3 separate regions of the Mus musculus genome follow, and all the other regions are linked to region 1. Evidence: chromatin contacts called from public promoter capture Hi-C data. All regions are on one chromosome and are shown on one strand. Each heading gives the region's core, a stretch centred on a gene start, on an enhancer-like site or on the middle of the called end of the contact. The rest is flanking DNA. Distances are from core to core; before and after follow the strand shown. Region 1 holds the start of Tfb1m (transcription factor B1, mitochondrial). Region 2 overlaps Zdhhc14 (zinc finger, DHHC domain containing 14). Region 3 overlaps Snx9 (sorting nexin 9).

Region 1 (2,700 bases), core at 101-2,600:
TTTAAAAGTTTTCATTTCTTTCTTGTGTTCTCAGACATCACAGGAAGACAGAACCTATTTGTCTTCTCTTGGTACTTGGATTTTAACCCTCAAATAGCCTTTCTCCATTGGATTCCCTGCCTGATGAGTAAGCCTTCCGTTTCCACTCTGAAGTGTGGGAAAGTGGCTGAACCGCCCCAAGTCTCACTTTCACCACTACGTAATAATAAAATCTACCCGAATCTGTATGGTAACAATTAGTGAGCGAATAATTCCAAACCACTCAGTTGTGAGACCTGGCACACATTTCTTTTAGTTGAGCTTTTTAAAAGAGCAACCCCTTTATGGTTCACTCTGAGAGCAGTGGAGAGACCACAATGCTTGCAGCATGAATGAGCTTTTAGAAAAAGCTTCAAAGGCTAAAAGAGTGGTCCTGATGCTGACCTTGCTGGCATTGCTTAAAAACAGCAGCCACCGCGCATGCACTAGACTACAGCTGGAATCTGTGAACTTCCAGCTTTACGAAATTCGTGGCCTCGCAGGGCTTTCTTGATCCTGTTTTAATCGGAAGTTAGCAATATGTGTCCTGTTTCGCAAGACTACACCTGAGAGATTTAAAAGGGAATATGAAATAGTAACAAGTGGTATCAAAAACACTTCTCGAAGTTTAAAGTGCTTAGCTCAAGAGACAAAATTACAGCATATTTAAAGACCCAGAATGGCTTTCATTCACCATTCTAAAATTAGGCAGCCCTTGGAATTCTTTCAAACAACTCCGGCCAGAAAATGGACATTGTTCAATGACAAGAAAAGAGAAATTATCTAGAGACACAGTTTAGTTGGTTACGGTTAGCTTTTTGCTTTACTTGAGTCAGTTGGTCTCTTGCTATTGGTTAAAGCTGGGGTGCTGTTAACGGGCTGGCATTCAGCCATTTGCTCTAAAGTCTAAGTCTTAAACTCGGTTTTCAGCAGGCTTACCTTAAATAAGCCTATAGTTCTCTATGGAACTAAGTTCTGAAAGAAGTAATGGACGCGAAGAAATAAAAAGTATCTAGCCTACGGGGGTGGGGCGGTAACCAGTCTACAAACAGCAAGCAACCAATCACCATCTTTCCTGCTACAAATCAAAAGTCAAGCCTTTGGAATGTCAAAGGCCTGCGGAGCCTCCCAGAGGTTACAAAGACCACGCCTCCTAGCCTCCGCCCCCTCTCCTCTCCCAACCTGCACCGCTTTCGGCCTGACGCGTCCTGAGCTCCCAGTACATACAGACTTCCTGTCAGTTTCGTCATTTCCGGCAGGTTTCTCCATCCAACCAGGTGGCCTCAGAGGCGGGCAGTCTTCTCCAAGGTCCCACCCCCTGCGCGCCGTGCACCTTTCCAGCCGCTGCGCGTGGCTGTGTATGTGGGTCTCTCATGGCTGCCTCGGGGAAGCTCGGCACTTTCCGCCTTCCCCCGTTGCCCACCATTCGGGAGATCATTAAGTTGTTCGGACTGCGAGCGGTGAAACAGCTTTCCCAGAATTTCCTCCTGGACTTGAGGCTGACAGGTGGCTGAGTCGTCAGTTCGCCCGGGTCTCCGTGGTGGGCGCGGCCGGGTGATGGAGCGGGTTGGGGCGGGCGGCTGTCAGTCAAGCGCTGCTCCTCCGGTCCTCGCGGGCTAGGGCGACGACTGGTCGACCGCTTTGCGGGCGGGAGATGTTTCCCGCGCGCTTTATGATGCGCCAACCTGCCTCTCGTTAGCCCGGCTCAGTAAAGCGCGTCTGTAAGCTCAGCACTCGAGGAGCAGAGGCAGGAGGATTGCCGCCAGTTAGAAACAGATGGACTCTTTCAAAAACGAAACCAAGAGAGTAAATAGGATAAACGTTCACTTAAGTCTAGGGATCCCTCTAGGGACTGGAGATTCGCTCTGTAAAGTCATACTAACCAAACGGCGCCTACAGCTACCTTGTGCCAATGCTGGGACCACCGTCCCAACAACAGCCCTGAGTTTGCAGTTAATAAGTTGACATTCTCCGGCTTCTTTAAAAATTACTTTTATGCGATTAAACTTATATAGGGTGAAGGTCACCAGTTTGACACCCATGTTTTGATGAGTTTTCACAGGTGTTTGTTGGTTTACTTACCACCCATGTCATAGTAATGCTCTCCTCTTGAGAATAAGATCCATCTGTTGCAAATAAAGGTGCTAGCTGACTGTTGGAGTACTTAGCATGTTAACCCCCTCAAGTTAAAAGGGTAAGTGTGTCATACACACACTCCGTCCCCAAAATCAATTTTGATTGCATGGACCACAAAGCATAAGTTACTTTTATTTCTTGTTTTTGGAGCCTTTATTCGACCCGTAGAATTTGGGTAAAACAGTTAACTCCACTTAAGTTTTCTCATCTCTTATTTGATAGAAAGGCCTACAAGGACCTTAGGATGCCTACTTTTAGATTCTTTGGTTCTAGCATCCTCTCCCAGTCATGCTAAATATAAGCACATGCTAAATATAAGCACCATTCTCTGCTGAAATGCAGTCTCCTATGTCTAAGGCTGGCCTCAAGCTCACTACATGGCAGGTGTTATTGAGTGTCTGGCCCTCCTGCCTTCTCCCAAGAACCGAAATGAAAAGCATATGCCACCATGCTCAGTTACTGATTGCTGACTGTGTAACCCAGGGCTTCACACATGCTAGGCAAGCACTCTTATCAGTTAATTGAATTACATCACCAGCCATTCAA
Region 2 (2,728 bases), core at 79-2,578, 2.2 Mb before region 1:
CAGTGTGCAGGCAGTTTGGTTTACACTGTAAATAAAGTAGCCCTTGGCCTGAGGATTGTATAGAGGGGCTACAGGCTGGTCTAAGACTCAGGGTGGAAGTATGGAGAAGTGTGGTGATGTCCACTGCCCACCTTTAGTAGCAGGGCACGTTATTATGGTAGCAGCACACACTGAGCAAGGGACAGCAAGGATATGGAGACTATCAAACAAGTCCAGCCCTGGTGGGAAGGTAGATCCTAGTCTTTAACTGTTCCCTGACTTTGTGGACATACGTTTGACATATGCTATTGAAACAAAGAGATGGTGTGTGTGTGTGTGTGTGTGTGTGTGTGTGTGTGTGTGTGTGTGTGTTAAGTAACAAGCCAGCCAGATTAGATGACATGGTCCCTCCATGAATACTGTCCAAATTGGTCATTTTCCTTCCCCATGTTAGCATGTCAGTCACATGGATGATCCAGATGTGCCTTCTACTAAAGCAATTCCCAGGCATATATTATTGGGTTAGAGGGCATATCAGAAGAAGAGAAGGCATCACAGGGAATAGCGGCCCTGATGCAGGCAGTACCTACCATGTCACTCTGCGACTGTGTGGCCCCATACATAGTGATCCCATTTGATGGTGCTGCTGGCTGTGGTGTGTCGGGCTGGACATAGCCTCTTCTGTCAATTAGGCTGCAGGAGAACAATCAGAGGAAGGAGAGAGTGAGAAAAATCTCAAATATGACAGCAACATAATTTATACATCTAGGTCTGGGGTTCCTCTTCGATGGTTATCCTCAGCTGTCAATTTGATGGGTTCTAGAATGACCTGGGAGATGAGACCCTCCACACATCTGTGGGAGATTATCTTGATTAGGTTAACTAAGGTGGGGCAATCCTCCCACTGTGGGTGGTACCACTCCCTAGGCTAGGATCCTGGATTGTATAAAAAGGAGACCGAGAACTGAGCATAAGCATCCATTGTTCTGTTTCTTGCAGATACAATGTGACTAGTTGTATCAAGCACCTCCTGTCTGGCAGTCCCTGTTGTGAAGTTACATGAACTGTGAGCCAGAATAAACCCTCCCCCCAGTAGGTTGTCTTTGTTAGGATGTGTTATTACAGTAGCAGAAAGAGATTAAAACAAGTTCTTTCTGTGCTAGATCCATTATGGCATCTTGGGCTGTTCCATATGTATCCTCCACATGACACCAGTTACCAAATTCTATCACTTCTTCCTTTAGGGTACCGTGATTCAAACTTGTGCATATTAGACAAGTGCTCTAATGGGGAGCTCTAGCCTCACTGTCACTTCTACTTTAAAAGAGGCTTGTGGCATTGGTTGTTCCCTTTTTTAGTCTAGATGTCACCTGGTACAGACCGCAGCAGCTTCCTCTTAGTCACCCCCCACTGTCACAATTGTTCCCAACTTCCCTCTCCAGCTTCAAGCTAATGTCATTTCATGACAAGCCTGTGCCATCTTATCATATTAATTCAGATATACATTGTGAGTGGCCGCACCATGCTAGTGCCTTATGGGAGACCAGAGCAAGCTACACCTGCACACACTCTTTCCTCTCTGACCATCCTCACCCGGGCCACATTCTCTCCCACTCCCCTGCTCGCTGAAGGGGGAACATGATGGGCTGGATTGTGCCAGTCCCACAACCTGGAGATGGGACCCTATCTGTGACCTATGGCTACTTTGTGAACGCAAGCATGAGAAGATGAGCACCTAATGGATTGAGGTGGTCTTAGCACACTGTGACCACAGTGCTACCCCCAGGGGCTGGGAAGAGCAAGCAAGAGCTTCCTATGTAAGAGAGAGCATGGCTGTATTGCTGGTGCCTTCGTTTCAGACTTCTAATCTCAGACTGGGAGCTATGTTACTTTAAGCCCTCCCCATGATGGCACTTTGTTGGAACACCCCAGGAAGTACTATAGAGGTAGGAGAAGAGGAATTAGCTTCAGAGAGTCCCCGAAGGGAGCCCCAAGGCCTGAACAGGGTGCATGGCTATAGCTTAGGTCTGCAGTAACAGGTATGTCTGACCTCTTACACAGCAGCTTTGCCTGTACTGGGAAGTTGCAATAGGAGATTCTTAGATGAACATTGGAAAACAGGCTACAAGCTGTAAATTGAAACCCTTTCATCTCTACGTTGCTTTTGGTCATGGTGTTTTGTTGCAGCAATAGAAACCATAACTAAGACAGCCCCCCTCATACCCTTCTCACTTCCTCAGACTTGCTCTTGTTCAGCCCCCCACTGCACATGTGCTCTTTTGGTTTCCCTTGATCAGCTTTCCTACCCCTTCATCCTAGCTCTTGTGCATGCTGTCTTTTTTTTTTTTTTTTAAGAGTTGTTTATTTATTTCAGGAGTACACTGTAGCTGTCTTCATGCACGCCAGAAGAGGGCATCAGATCCCATTACAGATGGCTGTGAGCCACTACGTGGTTGCTGGGAATTGAACTCGGGAAGAGCAGTCAATGCTGTTAACTGCTGAGCCATCACTCCAGCCCCATGCTGTCCTTTCTGAATTCCTTCCTAACTCCTACTCATTCTCTAGATGAGATCAAAATGTCACTGTGTACCATCTGTCCCTGGCCATGTGGCATACAAGATGGTACCTTTCTCTTGCATACCCCACACCAATCGCTCAGTAGTGTCCAAATGAATTCCTTGCTCCAGGTTTAAGCCATGGATCTGGCCCTGTATGACACCCTGCACCAACTCCTGCCCTCACCCTCTCA
Region 3 (2,700 bases), core at 191-2,690, 2.3 Mb before region 1:
GTAGTGAGTGTGAGTGAGAGCTGTACCCAGGAAGTGCTCAAGGTCTGCAGAGGAACAGGAGGTCTAAAGTTGACACCTAATAATGTCACCGTCTGAGCAATCTCTTCAAGTCAGAGAAAGGATCACGAGAGGAAACTCAGAGCGCAATCTTCCACAGCAGAAAGCCTCACACTGCACAGTGCGCTAGCAAGACTTCATTCAGTAGCAGGGCAAAAGTACCCTTAGTGAAATATTCCTCTGTTCACACTCAGAAAAGCTTAAAACGGAAAAGAAATGGACATTTAAAAATAACTTCTCTATCACATGGTTCAAAATATTAACGAGGGTGCAAAGTACTCAGCAAGGTAAAATGACAAAGTCTGGCATCCAATAAGGAAACTACAAGCAATGAAACAGCAGGGAACTGTGACCATAGCAAAGGGAAAACTCAGCCAACTGAGGCTGACCCAATCAGAACAAGGGAGCACTCCTCTTTGTGGATGGAGAGGAGACAACCGGAATGATCTCCCAACAGGAGACAATACACACAAAGGAAACTCCAGGGCCTAGGTGGAGCCAGTGCGAGACCATAGGCATGGAAACTATGCAGATGGAGAAAGGGGCACTGTGACCAGAAAGAAGAAAACCTGTAAGATACATTTGAAGCAGCTATAAAACAACTTAGTTTGAAAAGCAGCAATTAAAGAGAAAGAATTCTGCATTTATCCTGCACTCTAAAAACTGGACGAGGGTAGCTAGCTAGCTCTGGGGATGATACCAAGAGGACTGAAGGCCAGCAGGCACAGCAGGCAAACTAACAGTGATTCAGGCATGACAGCAACAACAGCAAGCTGTCAGAACAGTGCACAGTTTCCACTCTCAGTGAGAGTCCCATTTGTTTGTGGATTGCTTCTGGACAGGAGAAAATACCACACAATGGAGGGAGACTATCGTCCAGCCAACCCAGGTATCATTGGTATGAACAGGGGACTGACCAGATACTGTGTATTTTGATGTGATGTAACATGAAACATTGAACTGCATCTACGATGCAGCCTGTACTTCTCATGTTCACGCAGGGACTAAGATGTAACACAGAGGGACTGAGCTGACTGCATGGCCTTCTATAAAGGCAACTACTGGCTACACAGTGAGGAGTTCTCAGTTTATAGTTTTTTTTTTTCATTTATTCATTTATTTTATGTGAGTACACTGTAGCTGTCTTCAGACACACCAGAAGGGGGCATCAGATTTCATTACAGATGGTTGTGCGCCACCATGTGGTTGCTAGGAATTGAACTCATGACCTCTGGAACAGCAGTCAGTGCTCTTACCCGCTGAGCCATCTCTCAGCCTAGTTATAGCATTTCTGTTTGGTCGTATTCTGCTCCCTAGCTACATGGTTAGAGCACCTGGACCAGGAAGCAGCTCCTGCACCTGATTACCATGCATGCGCCCACAGTACGGACGCCTGCTGGGAGACATGCTGAAACAAACCTGACTCCTCCCTGAGTTCTAGGGGAGCAGACATGTTTAGGGTACTGTCTCTCATACACAGACACAACTTTAGGAGAAGAAGGGCTTTGACTTCCATGACTTTCTGTATCTGTCTGAGCTGGGTCAGACCCCATAAGTGGACCATGGCTGAGAATTAGTGAGAATCTCACCAAGGTGGCTTTCTGCTTGGCACTTTAGCTAACTAGCAAACAAAGGAAACTTTAAAGTGCGGTCTACTGTTTCCATTCAGAAAACACTCAAAGGCCAGCCCCATTAATACAGATTACTAGTTTGGTAAGTCCACCAGGAAACCTCCCTAGCCACAGGCTAGCCACAGCTTTATTACTATCTAGGAGAACAGGCTTGCTGTGCGTACAAGGCTCCACCTCTGTACGCAGCACGTGGAGCCGCTCCCCAGTCCCCACTGCTCCTGTTGCCCTTTGGCCTCTCCTGGGACTGAGCAGACAGCTGCAACCTGACAGACAGGTTCCTGCTGGGAAGGAAAGAGGCCATGAGGGCAGAGTGCAGGACTAGATAACTGCAAGACTCCAAAACGAGTGGAAAGTTAGCGTTTCCTGCTCACAACAGGAAGGCTGTTTAGAAGGTAGAATATTTCTTCTCTTCAACTCATCCACATGAATAAGAAAGTATCAGGCATTGGGTAAACATTTAGTAGCTGGACTAGAAAGTGATCGAGAACCAAGCAATATGTTGTCACTGTCCCCCTGGGAGGGGCACTGTGACCAGAATAATTGATGGAGATTTAACTGTTTCTCTCAAAAGGGCCAGAGGACACAAGGCCCTCTCATGTGAAAACCTAACCATTTCAACTCAAAACATGACAGAGCCTGTACATTTTCCTATTCTCTTATTTACAGAGCTTAATCTCAAGTCTACAGAAGGGTCTCTGGTAGAAATATAAAATACACAATGTGGACATTCTCTCTCTTATTTGGTTTCATTTTTTGAAACAGAGTCTAACTATGTAGTCCAGGCTGGCCTGGACTCACAGAGAGCCTGGGATTAAGGCGTGTGCTACCAAGCCATGTTTAAAATCTGTACATTCTCTAAAACAGGGGCTCACGCTAGGCCTACTTAGAGCCAACATCACTGACAAAGAGTTTAAGTGCCTGGCTGTGCTACTTCTATCTGACTGTTTCTATGGGCGATGGGCGGGGGTTGGGGGGTGGTGACACTTGCTGTAACAGGAGGACCCATGACAAA

Evidence for each region. Promoter capture Hi-C pulls out the DNA fragments that hold promoters and counts their contacts.
Region 2: a promoter capture Hi-C map of pre-B cells shows a contact between it and region 1, with 2.0 times the contacts expected there. The contact joins the enhancer-like site here to the promoter of Tfb1m in region 1. A contact is called at or near these places in 4 of 39 promoter capture datasets (the 3T3-L1 cell line, hippocampal neurons, liver and 1 more) and 1 of 115 datasets of contacts at active chromatin or transcription factors (large pre-B cells).
Region 3: a promoter capture Hi-C map of liver shows a contact between it and region 1, with 2.7 times the contacts expected there. The contact joins the enhancer-like site here to the promoter of Tfb1m in region 1. A contact is called at or near these places in 4 of 39 promoter capture datasets (the C10 cell line, hippocampal neurons, liver and 1 more) and 1 of 484 Hi-C or Micro-C datasets (pre-B cells).

What each region holds. Positions count from the first base shown.
Region 1 is chr17:3,556,405-3,559,104 of GRCm38.p6, reverse strand. Tfb1m (transcription factor B1, mitochondrial) reads left to right here and starts at 1,350. Exons shown (of 7, transcript NM_146074.3): 1 at 1,350-1,524. The coding sequence starts at 1,392. 1700102H20Rik (RIKEN cDNA 1700102H20 gene) reads right to left here and starts at 1,281. Exons shown (of 2, transcript NR_045303.1): 1 at 1,201-1,281.
Region 2 is chr17:5,729,416-5,732,143 of GRCm38.p6, reverse strand. Zdhhc14 (zinc finger, DHHC domain containing 14) reads right to left here. Exons shown (of 9, transcript NM_146073.3): 8 at 570-672. Among named protein-coding and RNA genes, the nearest start is that of Gm41519, 40 kb to the left of the region's middle. Within about 2 kb of position 1,328, at least 99 of the 459 cell types and tissues checked have an H3K27ac peak or open chromatin away from gene starts, as enhancers often do.
Region 3 is chr17:5,892,496-5,895,195 of GRCm38.p6, reverse strand. The region is part of intron 4 of Snx9 (sorting nexin 9); the gene reads right to left. Among named protein-coding and RNA genes, the nearest start is that of Gm46599, 34 kb to the left of the region's middle. Within about 2 kb of position 1,440, at least 101 of the 459 cell types and tissues checked have an H3K27ac peak or open chromatin away from gene starts, as enhancers often do. A contact at or near this core is called in liver, where this site is marked.